3 separate regions of the Muntiacus reevesi genome follow, and regions 1 and 3 are each linked to region 2. A link is a contact called in public Hi-C data. All regions are on one chromosome and are shown on one strand. The core of a region is the stretch at or near the end of the contact, and the rest is flanking DNA. Distances in the headings are between cores, read along the strand shown. Region 1 holds the start of NANS (N-acetylneuraminate synthase). Region 2 holds the start of TBC1D2 (TBC1 domain family member 2). Region 3 holds the start of TRMO (tRNA methyltransferase O).

Region 1 (3,775 bases), core at 1,145-3,644, 160 kb after region 2:
CTGACCAAAGCTGCGGAGACTCTGGCAGAGGAGGCTGCACGACGCGGTCTCCAGAGCGCAGTGCTCCCCTCCTTTCTTCTCGTGTCGGCCTCAGGCAGGTTACAAAGCTCGTCTCCATCTAGGCAAACCCTCCCTCTACAGGAAGTAGTAAAGGGAAGTCAAACAGCAGAAAGTTCTAATGATGAGAGATCAGTTCTACCACATCCCACATGACAGCAGTGGTACCGGGAGGACAGAAAGTTCCCCCCTTCTTTTCTCCGCTTCTGTCCTGAACGAGCTACATTTCTGGATCTGTTTAACGCCACGGTCAACTCTAGGCTCAGAAAACACAATCACTGTCCCTGTTTTATCCTACTGCCGATGGTTTCTTTGTTCAAGCTTTTATTGCTTCTGTACGGGCAAAAAAGCAAGCTACCAAATAAGTCTTAAACACACCCTTTGCATCAAATTTGAAAGTTAGATGGTGCGTTTTAAGGCACCTGACCCAGTAAGCATTCAAACATGTTAACAATTGTTGCTCTTTAAAAGCATATTTTACTTTTTAGATTTTGCCCATAAGTGATAACATACAGTATTTGTTTTTCTCTGACTTATTTCACTAAGCATAATACCCTCCAGGTCCATTCACATCATTGTAAATGACAGAATTTCACTCTTTTTTATGGCTGAGTAATATTCCATTGTGCATATGCACTATAGCTTTATTCATTCGTTTGTTGATGGACACTTAGGTTTCAAACAGACTCACAGATCTAGAGAACAAACAAATGGATACCAGTGGGGAGAAGGAAGGAGTGATGGGCAAGAAAGGGGTGTGGGATTAAGAAGTACCATCTACTATGTATAAAATAAATGAGCAACAAGGATATATACTGTACAGCACAGGGAAATATAACTATTATTTTGCAATAACTTTAAATGGAGGAGTATAATCTATAAAAATATTGAATCCCTATGTTGCATACCTGAAACTAATATTATTGCAAATGGAGGAGTATAATCTATAAAAATATTGAATCCCTATGTTGCATACCTGAAACTAATATTATTGCAAGTCAATTATACTTCAATGAAAAAATAAATAAAATTTTAAAATAAAAGTATTTCTTTTTTTTGGCCACGTGGCACCTAGGATCTTCGTTTTCCAACCAGGGATCAAATTCACATACAGTAGAAGCAGAGTCTTAACCACTGGACTGTCAGTGAAGTCCCAAAATAAAGTATCTTTATGATTCTGTAGGGTTCCATAAAAGCAGAGTTAGTCCTCAAAAAGTAAAAGAAAACCTTATCACAAATGACAGAACAGCACTGGTTGAAGGGAAGTGAAAGGAAAAAAAAAGATTTCGTGAACTACCTCTAAACCAAGGACTCACGGTGCAGATCTTCTGCTGGGAACGGGGTTCACAATGCAGGATGTGACCGGTCCCCCCTCCAGAGCACTCATAGTCTAACAGAGCGAGTTTAAACAGACAGTGACAATGCAATGCCACGGGAAAAATTACAGGAACCCAACTCTGAAAGGAGGAGCTGGAGAAAGCACCGAAGAGAAGAGGGAGCATGAGCATTCATTACCATCATATCACTAGTAGCTAACGTGTATTGAGTCCTATTTGCCAAGTACCGTACTAAGAGCTTTACATCTTATCTTTATTTTATTCTCAAAATTCTATGAAGTAATTACAAGGAATGGCATATGAGAGAGACAGCAGCAACTTTCAGCAACTTCCCGGAAGTAATTCCCTGTCGCAGAGAATGTCAGAGATTTAAAAAACGATAGGCTGGAAGAGGTCAGGTCATTAAAGTCCTGAAGACTTTATTAAAGGGTTTCGACTCTAGAGTGGCAGTGCATAGCCACTGAAGGCTCACCAGATCTGTGTTTCAGAAAGATCATTCTGCCTCCAGCGAGGGGCGAGAGAGGTCGGGTTAGGGGGCAACTGTAGCGATGCAAAGAAGTCAGGAGGTGGGAAAGGGATGCAGAACAGGATTCGAAACATCTGGAACTGGACCTGGAGAGCCGGACGCCAGGCCGGATGCAGGCCGCGAGAGGCAGAGCGAGGATGCCCCGGGCTCGGCGCAGCCCCGCCCCACCCCGGCACAGGCGGCTCTCCCCGCAGGCGCTTCCCGCCCCCGCCCCGGGCCCGTGCCCGAGCTCTCCAGACTGCCCCCTCACCTTCGCCACGCGGATCATGCGCTTGGCCACGTCCAGATCGCCCTGGTGGTTCTGGCCGATCTCGGCAATGATAAAGCAGGGGTGCTGCCCGCCCACCCAGCGCCCGGGACACAGCTCCAGCTCCAGCGGCATGCTGGCGGCTCACGCTCCGCCGCTGCGCCACCAGGGAGGCTCCCGCCGCCGCCTTGCCGGGTTAGGTCCGCAGCCCAGGTGGACCCACGCGCCGGCCCCGCCACGTCAGCCCTTGGTCGCCGGGCAGCCAATCCCCAGGCACGGCCTCGCTCCCGACAGCCAATCAGATTAGGGGGCGGAGCCACGCTCTAGGGGAGCGTGCGGCGGAAGGAGGAAGCCCGGCGGCCTTCTCTGGAGCTCGGGGTGTGGCTAGCGGCCGCGAGCTTAACCTCCGACGGTCGTGGGGTGCGGGCATCGGTGAGCAAACCCTCCCCTAAGGAGGTGAAGCCTGGCTGCCTTCGGCGTGGACAGAATGCGCCCTGCGGTGTCATGGGAAGAATGGATCCTGGAGTTACAGTTAGAGCTGGTTCGAGCCCACCCCCTGCTCTTGATCATGAATACCTTACACTTTCTGAGCTTTATTTTCCTTTTTCTCTAAACTGGAAAATTTATAGACTCTACATCCTAGGGTTCGTGAGATAGCGTATAGATCATTCTGATCTCAGTACTTGGCCTGTAAGCTTTTGATAAGTGGTTGCTGGTCCTATTATATGAGATGCAACAAGTTCAAAAAGTTCACTGACTTGTCCACGAGCCGCGGTGGAGCTGGGACTAGGACCCTGGATTGCCTTCCAGCCTAGGGCCCTTGCAATACCCTATACTGAGTTGCACACAAAATTGAGAAATAAGTTTGAAGGGAAAAGCAAACTTGATTCTCCGCTTGACTTCCAGAACTAATGAGCAAAGTAACAACAGAAAGGAGAGGAAGAGGCACTTCTGGGTGGAAGGGAGAAGGGTAGTTTGGGGACACTTGGTAAAAATATGCAGATGAGGGACTTCCCTGGTGGGCCAGTAGCTAAGACCAGGCCTCTAATGCAGGGGCCCCAGGTTCAATCCCTGGTCAGGGAACTAGATCCCACACACTGCAACCAAAGATCCCATATGCTGCAACAGAAGATTGAAGGTCCCACGAGGCATAGCCAGAGTAAATAAATATTAAAAAATAAATATACAGGTGAAACGGTTCATTAGGTGGGAGGAGAGGCAGCTCTGAGGTTCATTGTGGGTCTGGGCTGGAGATAGAAATCCGGAAGCCATTCTGAGTGAGGAAGGACTGACTAGGTAGACGCGCGAAGGAGAGAGTGTGCAGGGGACTGAGCGGTGGAGGAGTGAGCCTTGTGCAGCTGCCCTGGAAGGACGGAGAAGCAGGGTGTGTCCTGAGGAGGAGAGACCCGCAGAACTGAAGGCCCAGAGCAGTGCGTGAGAACAAGGAGCAAGAACTCGGTGGGGGACATGGGGAGCAGGGGGAATGCTAGAGAAAACAGACTTGGTGGCCGAGGGATGATGGGGAAACAGAGGAGGCAAAAATGGGTCTTTCCTTGAAAAAGAGCAGTTGCTAAAAGCAGATGGAAGGGGCTTGCTTCCCTGGTGGCT
Region 2 (3,829 bases), core at 61-2,560:
GATTTTGTAATTGAAAATTCGGTCCTCCTTCCCAATGCAGACTGAGGATAATGAGAAGGTTCTGAGGATAAAGGAAGGCGAAATTTATTGATTTGCCAGCAAATGAGCACAGTAGCAGACTAACTTCGTGACAATTACCAGCCTGCCTTCTGGGGAGAAACCAGGAGTATTTAAGGAAAGTCTTAAGACTGGGGTTGAGGGACAACAAAACTAGCAAGAAGGCCCGCCAGCATTAATCAGTAACAAAGAATGCAAATTTAGTTCCCAGCCATGCAAGGGGAAGACAGGAAAAACAGTTTTAGAAATCATCTATCAAAACAGTTTTAACCTTGTGGCCCTCTTACGGTTCGGAGGATGTTACGTCTTCATTAGCTTATTAAGAGACATTATCCCGTATACTAGTGACTTGGGAAATACTGTTATTATAAATTATAATTTCTGCAGTAAACATATGTAAAAAAAAAAAAAAATTACTGTACTGGCAAAGAATCTCAGTCTCTGGGCATAATTTACCCGGAAAAATGAGAATTCTGTGAAGGGCTGCAGAGAAAGAGCAGCTAGAGGGAGGGGAGCTGAGAAAGGGCCAGGGCACCAGGAAGCCGCGGAAGAGGTGGACAGACGAGGAGGGACGCACCTAGGACCGGAGGGAGGCGGCAAAACTCAAGGTTAAGTGGTAGGAGGGGACATGAGGTTGAGCGAGTCAGTCAGGGCCTAGGTACACATCTGTCTGTGTGCAATTTGCGGAGTCCGACCCCCGTCAGGGCAGCAGCCGGACCAGGCGCCCCACGTAACGCCGGCAGCCAGAGAAGGAGGCTGGGCCGGAGGGCGGAGAGGCCGCCGCGGTCAGGGGTGGTCCGCGAATAAACTGCCGCGGGTAACGAGACCCTGGCAGAGCCCACGAGCCCCACGCGCCGTGAGCGGGGCCGGAAGTGGCGACACTGAGAAGGCCGTCCCTCTCAGCCAATGGCCGCGCGGTCCGCCGTCCGACGCTGACCGGAGCGGCACCTGAGGAGAAAAGGCGGGAGGCCCCCGAGGCGCGAGAAAGGCCCACCCTTCCACGTCATGACGCGAGTTACCACAGCAGTGTCCTCGAGGACCGGCGTCTCTTTCCGTTTCCCTGCCGCGGGTGAACTAATCCGGGGACACCACGCCTCCAACCTGTGGACCGCCTCACGCCGGAAGCTGCCCCCAGTAAAGATGGCGGACAGGCAGCGAGGAAAAGCCTGAAGTAGGCGGGACGGGAGCGGCCGGAAGGGGCGCGTCGGGGCGTGTCCTGGCGGGCGAGGCCCGCATGGGCGTGGCCACCCGCCCCTACTGGGCTTTGGATCTGCGAGGCTCACAGATGCCGCCAACCGAGTCCCTCCGCCGTCTCCCGGAGGCGGGTCACCGCTGGCCGCGCCCCCGTCGGATCACTCCCTCTTGGAAGGTTACCACCTGAGTTTTGAAGATTTGACTGGGGTTGGGCCACTCACCTCCGGTCCCTCAGAGATGGAGGGCGCGCAGGAGAGCCCCGCGGAGTCTGGATCCTCCGTCCCGTGGTCCGAAGAGCCTGCCGGCTCGGCCAGGGTCCCCGAGGTGTCGCCTTCGGAGGAGTCGGAGGGCTGCACCCGGTCCCTGGAGGCGGCCCCCAAAAAACTCTGTGGATATTTAAGTAAGTTTGGTGGCAAGGGGCCCATCCGGGGCTGGAAGTCCCGCTGGTTCTTCTTCGACGAGAGGAAATGTCACCTGTATTACTCGCGGACCGCGCAGGATGCGAATCCGTTGGACAGCATCGACCTCTCCAGTGCGGTCTTTGACTGCAAGGCGGACGCCGAGGAGGGCACTTTTGAAATCAAGACTCCCAGCCGGATAATTACCTTGAAGGTAAATGGAGCACTTCTTTCGCCCTTTTGGCCGGGATGGGATCCCAGGGCACCGCCAGGCACAGGTGGGTGGTCACAATAAACGTGCCGTAATCACCGACCCCGATCACCTCAGTGAGCCCCGAGTGCCCAGGGCTTTGTGGTTTTCAAAGCGCAGTCACACCTATCTCCTCATTAGGTTCCTGCAGTAAAGGCCGGGATGATGGACGTATATTACGGATCAAAAAACTGAGTCATAAAGGGGTAAAGGGCCTGGTGTGAGTCACACCACTGGAAACTAGTGTAGCCCACACTTGGAATCTCATAGCTTTGCATACCCTATCAAAACTTTAAGGGTACAGTCCTTTGGGTTGCAAGAGTCAGACAAGACTTACCAGCTTAACAACAAAAAACTAGGCAGTCACCATAACTTTCTTACTTAGGGCTGAAGTATAGTCAAGGTATGAGTTTTGCAATCAACTTTCAAGGCCTGGATTCTGAATTACTTTTCCCGATGTTGTAGCCAGGGGGAGTGAATGCTGAGAAAACGTTGGCAGAGATTGGGAGACAAATACTTAGGTTTCACTGATCAACCTACGTTGTTCATTGAAGCATATCCAAACCTGTTTTCTCATCAGTAAGTTCTGTTTTATTATCATATTTAACTGGAAAAGCCTGAAGCATTGCAAAGGCCACGTGCTTTGAAATCAGACAGGCTTGGATTCAAAGTCTGCATCATCTACTCACTGTGTGACTCAAGGCAAGTTAACCTCTCAGTACCTAGATAGTTTGTGAGACTAAAACAAGTTATGTAAGCACCTGGCACATGACAGGCAGCTGAATTAATCTCAGCCTAGACTCCTGCTGGCGCGTAGTGGGTGCTTGATACGTATTTTCTGAATAACCAAACATAGTGACAGAACCAAGGTCAGAAAGTACTTGTCGAGTGAAAGTGCCTAGAACTTAGCTGGAGAGAAAGACTGGTGTGGGCTCGGAGCTCTGGAATCTACACTCGGAGAGCAGTGTGCCCGGAGACTGCGTCCCTCCCCCCCCACCCTGTCTTCCTGCGCCTCCACCCCCCTTCCCGCCCGTGGGGACTCTGCTGAGCCCCTTGGATAGAGCTCAGAGCTTTCAGTTGCACTTTAATGTCCAGGCCAATCTTGTGAGCAGGCTGCAGTGGGGGGGGGGGGGGGGGGGGGGTAGTCTGTCAGGAGAGAAGGGTGGCTGAGCTGTGGCACTGGGGAAGGAGACACATGCAGGTGGCTGTGGATATGGAGAGGAGGCCCAGTCACTGACGGGAGGGAACCCCAGAGGAGGGAACAGCAGGACATACAGTCATGTGTGCCCTTGGTAGATTCCTAAGTTTCCAGAGGACAGGGGCCGTGTGGGCTCACCGTGTCTCCATTGCCTCCCACAGTCCCTGACACATACCATAGATGCTCAATATACACATGTCTGAAGAATTAATAAAATGGGATGTTTGGATGTGAGTGGGAGTCTGTGAGCACAAGGTCATGGTGAAGCCCTGGGAGAAGCTGAGGTCTCTCAGGGAAAGCATTGATATATAGAAAAAGAATGGTGGCAGCATTTCACCTGATTTGATCCCTCCATGGCAGGCTGAGGGCCCCTTTCATGGAGCCCCCACCTTCTGCACACCTCACCAGTGGTCCTCTTGAGAAGAGGGCTTGCGCTGGTTGCTTGCTCATGTTCTCACGTGGCCTTGACTGTGGTCATCTCTGTGAGGCTCACCTTCCAATCCTAGCGAGCTGCCCGGCGTCTGCAGCCCATCTGATCCCCGGCCTTCTCTCCGTAAGTCACAATCTCCTGGCCATATATTATAACAGGTCTCTGACTTGGAAGTGGGAGACCCGGGTTCTGGGACCAGCTCTACCACCACCTGCCTGGGCCACCTCAGAGCCTTAGTTTCTCCATCTATAGAAGGGGCCAAGCACTCCTGCCCGGCTTCCCCAGTGGAGGGTCAGGCCACG
Region 3 (3,759 bases), core at 424-2,923, 240 kb after region 2:
CCACATATAGTGGTTATTTATATAATCATATATCCTCTAGACAGGATAACAAAAATCGCAAATCATATAATGAAAGTGCTACATACTTAAGTTCCTGCTTTCCATAAGGAGAACGAACTTTTTCCTTTAAATCAAGTAGCAATCTACTTCACCAATGTCTCCAAGCCTGCTGTGCATTTCAGAACATGTCACACTTGGTATCGTATTTTTGGCGTGACTGTCATTGTATAGATCTAAGGCCAAGAAGCCAAATACCTCCGTTGGACCACAAAGCGACTATCACTTTTCGCAACACCCCCATCTAGTGGAAAATTTCAGCCATTACGGCCCCAGTTCTACGTCGTGCAAAGAGCTCAACAGTTCTCAACTTTTGTTTCATAGCTGTCCAGAACTCTTCCCTCCTGGAAACATAATAAAGGCATTCTTTTCCGAATTTCACGTGGAAAAAACCTATCAGAGGACATGTAGGGATATGAATTTTACCAGTTTTTCAAGTTTTTGTTTTAAAACCCACAATCCTCTCTAAATTTTTGACTCCTGATGGTTATTTTCTGATAGTGGTCTATTCATGACAAATGGACATGTTTAGGAACAGCTTTTCATGGTGGTTAAACTTTTAAATCTGTGGAGTTTTATGATCCTGAATAATTTGTTTTGCAGGCAATATGTCTCTCTCCTTCCCCCTGCCCAAGAAAAAAACAGGATAAAAAACTCAGAAGTAGAATTAAGTATACAGAAAAACTTTATAAATAAACAGGTGAGAGATAAGAAAGTAGGTAAGAGGCCTTGGAATCTGCCTGCAATGCAGGAGACCTGGGTTCGGTACCTGGGTGGGGAAGATGCCCTGGAGAAGGGAATGGCTACCCACTCCAGCATTCTTGCCTGGAGAATTCGATGGACAGAAGGGCCTGGCGGGCTACAGTCCATGAGGTGACCAAGAGTCGGGGACACACACACACACACACACACGTAGGAGGCCGGGCTCGCGCTGCAGGGGTAACTGGCCATCGCAGGGTCATCTCGCAGGCCCTCAACTTTTTAGAGCTTCCCCAGACAAGCCCCACAGCCCCAGTGTATACGGCCGCTGGCGCACTTCCACGCTCGCTCCCGCTCTCCTGAGGGACGGAGCGCAGGAACGGTCCCCACTCCTCCCTGCCTAGTCAGGTGTAGAGCTGCACATCCGTTAGATTTCAAACGAGGTTTACTTGGGTTTCTTTTCTGACGAAACATCCTTTTTCTTATGGGAAACCTGGGAGCATACAGAGAAGTACCAACGAGCATCTGTGTATTCCCGCTACTCAAGAAGCAGTAACATTCCCCAACATCCCGTCATCTCGCAATGTGATACCTGCACACACATATTCTTATTTAAGAATGAGCGTCATGCGTCGGATGTGTAGGCTGCTTATCATTTCGAGCATCTTTATGCATAAATCTTCATCGACTTGTTCTCAAGGGAAAGGGCGGTGACTTGGACCCTAAAACCGAAGCGGGTCCGCGCGGGACAACACGAGACAGACTCAGCAGCGGAGTGAGGCCTCCAACTTGCAACCGCCACCTAGCGGCAGCCTGGCCGACCGCCTCCCGGCGCCTCACTCCCCTAGCGCCCCGCCCGCGCGTGCGCGAGCCTGGCGCCCTCCGCCGCCGCCGCTACTACGCAGGCGCCAGGTAGGGAAACCGGAAGCGGAAGGTCAGCGCGCCTCGGTGGGCGCCGCTGTGACCCGTAGCCATGCGCGACTTGAAAGAGTCCGGGCCTCGCGCCACAGCGGCCCCGTGCGGGTGTGTGAAGCCGGCCCTGGAGACAGGTAACTTCTAAGAGGCCGCGGTTCTGCGCGCGTTAAGGCCTCCAAGAGCAGGGAACCGCTTTCACCGCAGAGGGGGGACGGGACAGGCGAGACCTCGAATGGATAAGGGCTGTTTTTCCCTTTTGTTGCGGAGTTACGGGTCACGTGCTCAGGCGACCACGTGACGTGGCTGAGGCGAGCGGGATGACGTCATCTCTCTCGGTCTTTGGTGGCCAAGGTCGGCAAGCTCTTGGCAGAGCAGCCACGTGCACCAGGAGCTACTGTATACCGTGGCCCCATGCACTCCCTTTATTGCGTAGAACTAGCTCGTTTCATGTATTGTGTTGTTTTCAGTTGAAAGCATCTTATATGCAACCGGTTTCCTTATCTTGTATTATTCTTTGCCTTGTATTTAACACTCCAGTCAATCAAACTGCTTCGTTCTCTTCTTATGCTAGAAAATTTGTCATTTACCTTTGTGCACCTTACTCCCTCTATTTGAAATGCTCCATAGTCCTGACCAAGGTCACATACATAGTTATGGCAGCATAGAATTTGAATTATAGTAAGTCTTCTAAAAAGGAATTTTTCCTTTCACCCATGTTCTTTCCAGTTTATTATCGAAAAAGATATAACAATGCGTATGTATTGATGAGGATATTTGTATGTACTTATGAATGTTTTAAGAATCTTGTTTTATAGTTGCATAACATCTGGTGTGCTGTGGTCCATGGGGTTGCAAAGAGTTGGACATGACTGAGTGACTGAACTGAACTGAACATCTGGTCGAGGTTTCCCTGGTGGCTCAGTGGTAAAGAATACACCTGCTGAGGCAGGAGACGCAGATTGGATCCCTGGGTCAGAAGATCCCCTGGAGTAGGAAATGGCAACCCACTCCAGTATTCTTGCCTGGAAAATTCCATGGACAGAGAAGCCTGGCCAGCTGTAGTCTAGGGCGTCACAAAGTTGGACAGCTATAGCCTGGGGCGTCACAAAGTTGGACACGACTGAGCATACACGCATGCACAAAACATGTTAGATTTTAAAACTATGAAGTCATTGCGTTAAAGAAAACACGTCTTCCTACATCTTTTCTTGACCTTTTTTTGTTTGTTTTTGCCTGCTTGGAAAAGAAAAATAATGATGGTGGGTTTTAATACATTGTGTTAACACTATTATGTAGAAAATTGTGGCTTCTCTTAAAAATTTTTATATTCTTAGAATTGTTTATTGAAATATAGTAGATATATAATGTATTAGTTTCAGGCGTACAGCAAACTGATTCAGTTATGTGTATGTGTGTATTCTTTTCATACATTCTCTTCCATTATAGGTTATTATAAGATATTGAGTATAGTTCTCCATGCTGTACAGTAGGTCATTTTTGGCTGTTTTATGTAGAATAGTGTGTATATGTTAAGCCCAAACTCCTAATTTATCCTCCTCTTCCCCTTTTGGTAACTGTAAATTTGTTTTCTATGTCTGTGAGTCTATTTGTTTTGTAAATAACTTCATTTCTATCATTTTTTTAGATTCCACCTATAAGCAATCTCATGTGTTTGGCTTTCTCACTTAGCAGAAAGTCTGGTTTGCTTAGCGTGATCATCTCTAGGTCTGTCTGTGCTGTGCTTAGTCCATCATCATGTCCGACTCTTTGACCATCCCATGGACTGTAGCTGGCCAAGCTCTCTGTCCATGGGGATTCTTCAGACAAGAATACTGGAGTGGGTTACCATGGGCTCCTCTGGGGGATCTTCCCAACCCAGGGATTGAACCCAGCTCTCCCTCATCACAGATGAATTCTTTACCTTCTGAGCCACCAGGGAAGCCCAAGAATGCTGGAATGGGTAGCCTATCCCTTCTCCAGGGAATCTTCCAAACCCAGGAATCAAACCAGGGTCTCCTGCATTGCAGGGGGACTCTTTACCTGGTGAGCTACCAGAGAAGCCTGTACGTCTGTCTGTGTTACTGCAAA

What was found. A called contact is a pair of places that touch in the nucleus more often than the background predicts.
Region 1: a Hi-C map of muscle shows a contact between it and region 2, with 6 times the contacts expected there. The contact joins the promoter of NANS here to the promoter of TBC1D2 in region 2. A contact is called at or near these places in 2 of 3 Hi-C or Micro-C datasets (blood and muscle).
Region 3: a Hi-C map of muscle shows a contact between it and region 2, with 9 times the contacts expected there. The contact joins the promoter of TRMO here to the promoter of TBC1D2 in region 2. A contact is called at or near these places in 2 of 3 Hi-C or Micro-C datasets (blood and muscle).

What each region holds. Positions count from the first base shown.
Region 1 is chr17:58,964,227-58,968,001 of mMunRee1.1, reverse strand. NANS (N-acetylneuraminate synthase) reads right to left here and starts at 2,394. Exons shown (of 6, transcript XM_065908048.1): 1 at 2,171-2,394. The coding sequence starts at 2,302.
Region 2 is chr17:59,119,006-59,122,834 of mMunRee1.1, reverse strand. It overlaps TBC1D2 (TBC1 domain family member 2), which reads left to right and starts at 1,310. Exons shown (of 11, transcript XM_065908012.1): 1 at 1,310-1,863. The coding sequence starts at 1,489. LOC136148458 (a long non-coding RNA gene) reads right to left here and starts at 1,583. Exons shown (of 7, transcript XR_010659501.1): 1 at 1,473-1,583.
Region 3 is chr17:58,877,076-58,880,834 of mMunRee1.1, reverse strand. It overlaps TRMO (tRNA methyltransferase O), which reads left to right and starts at 1,673. Exons shown (of 5, transcript XM_065908164.1): 1 at 1,673-1,805. The coding sequence starts at 1,730.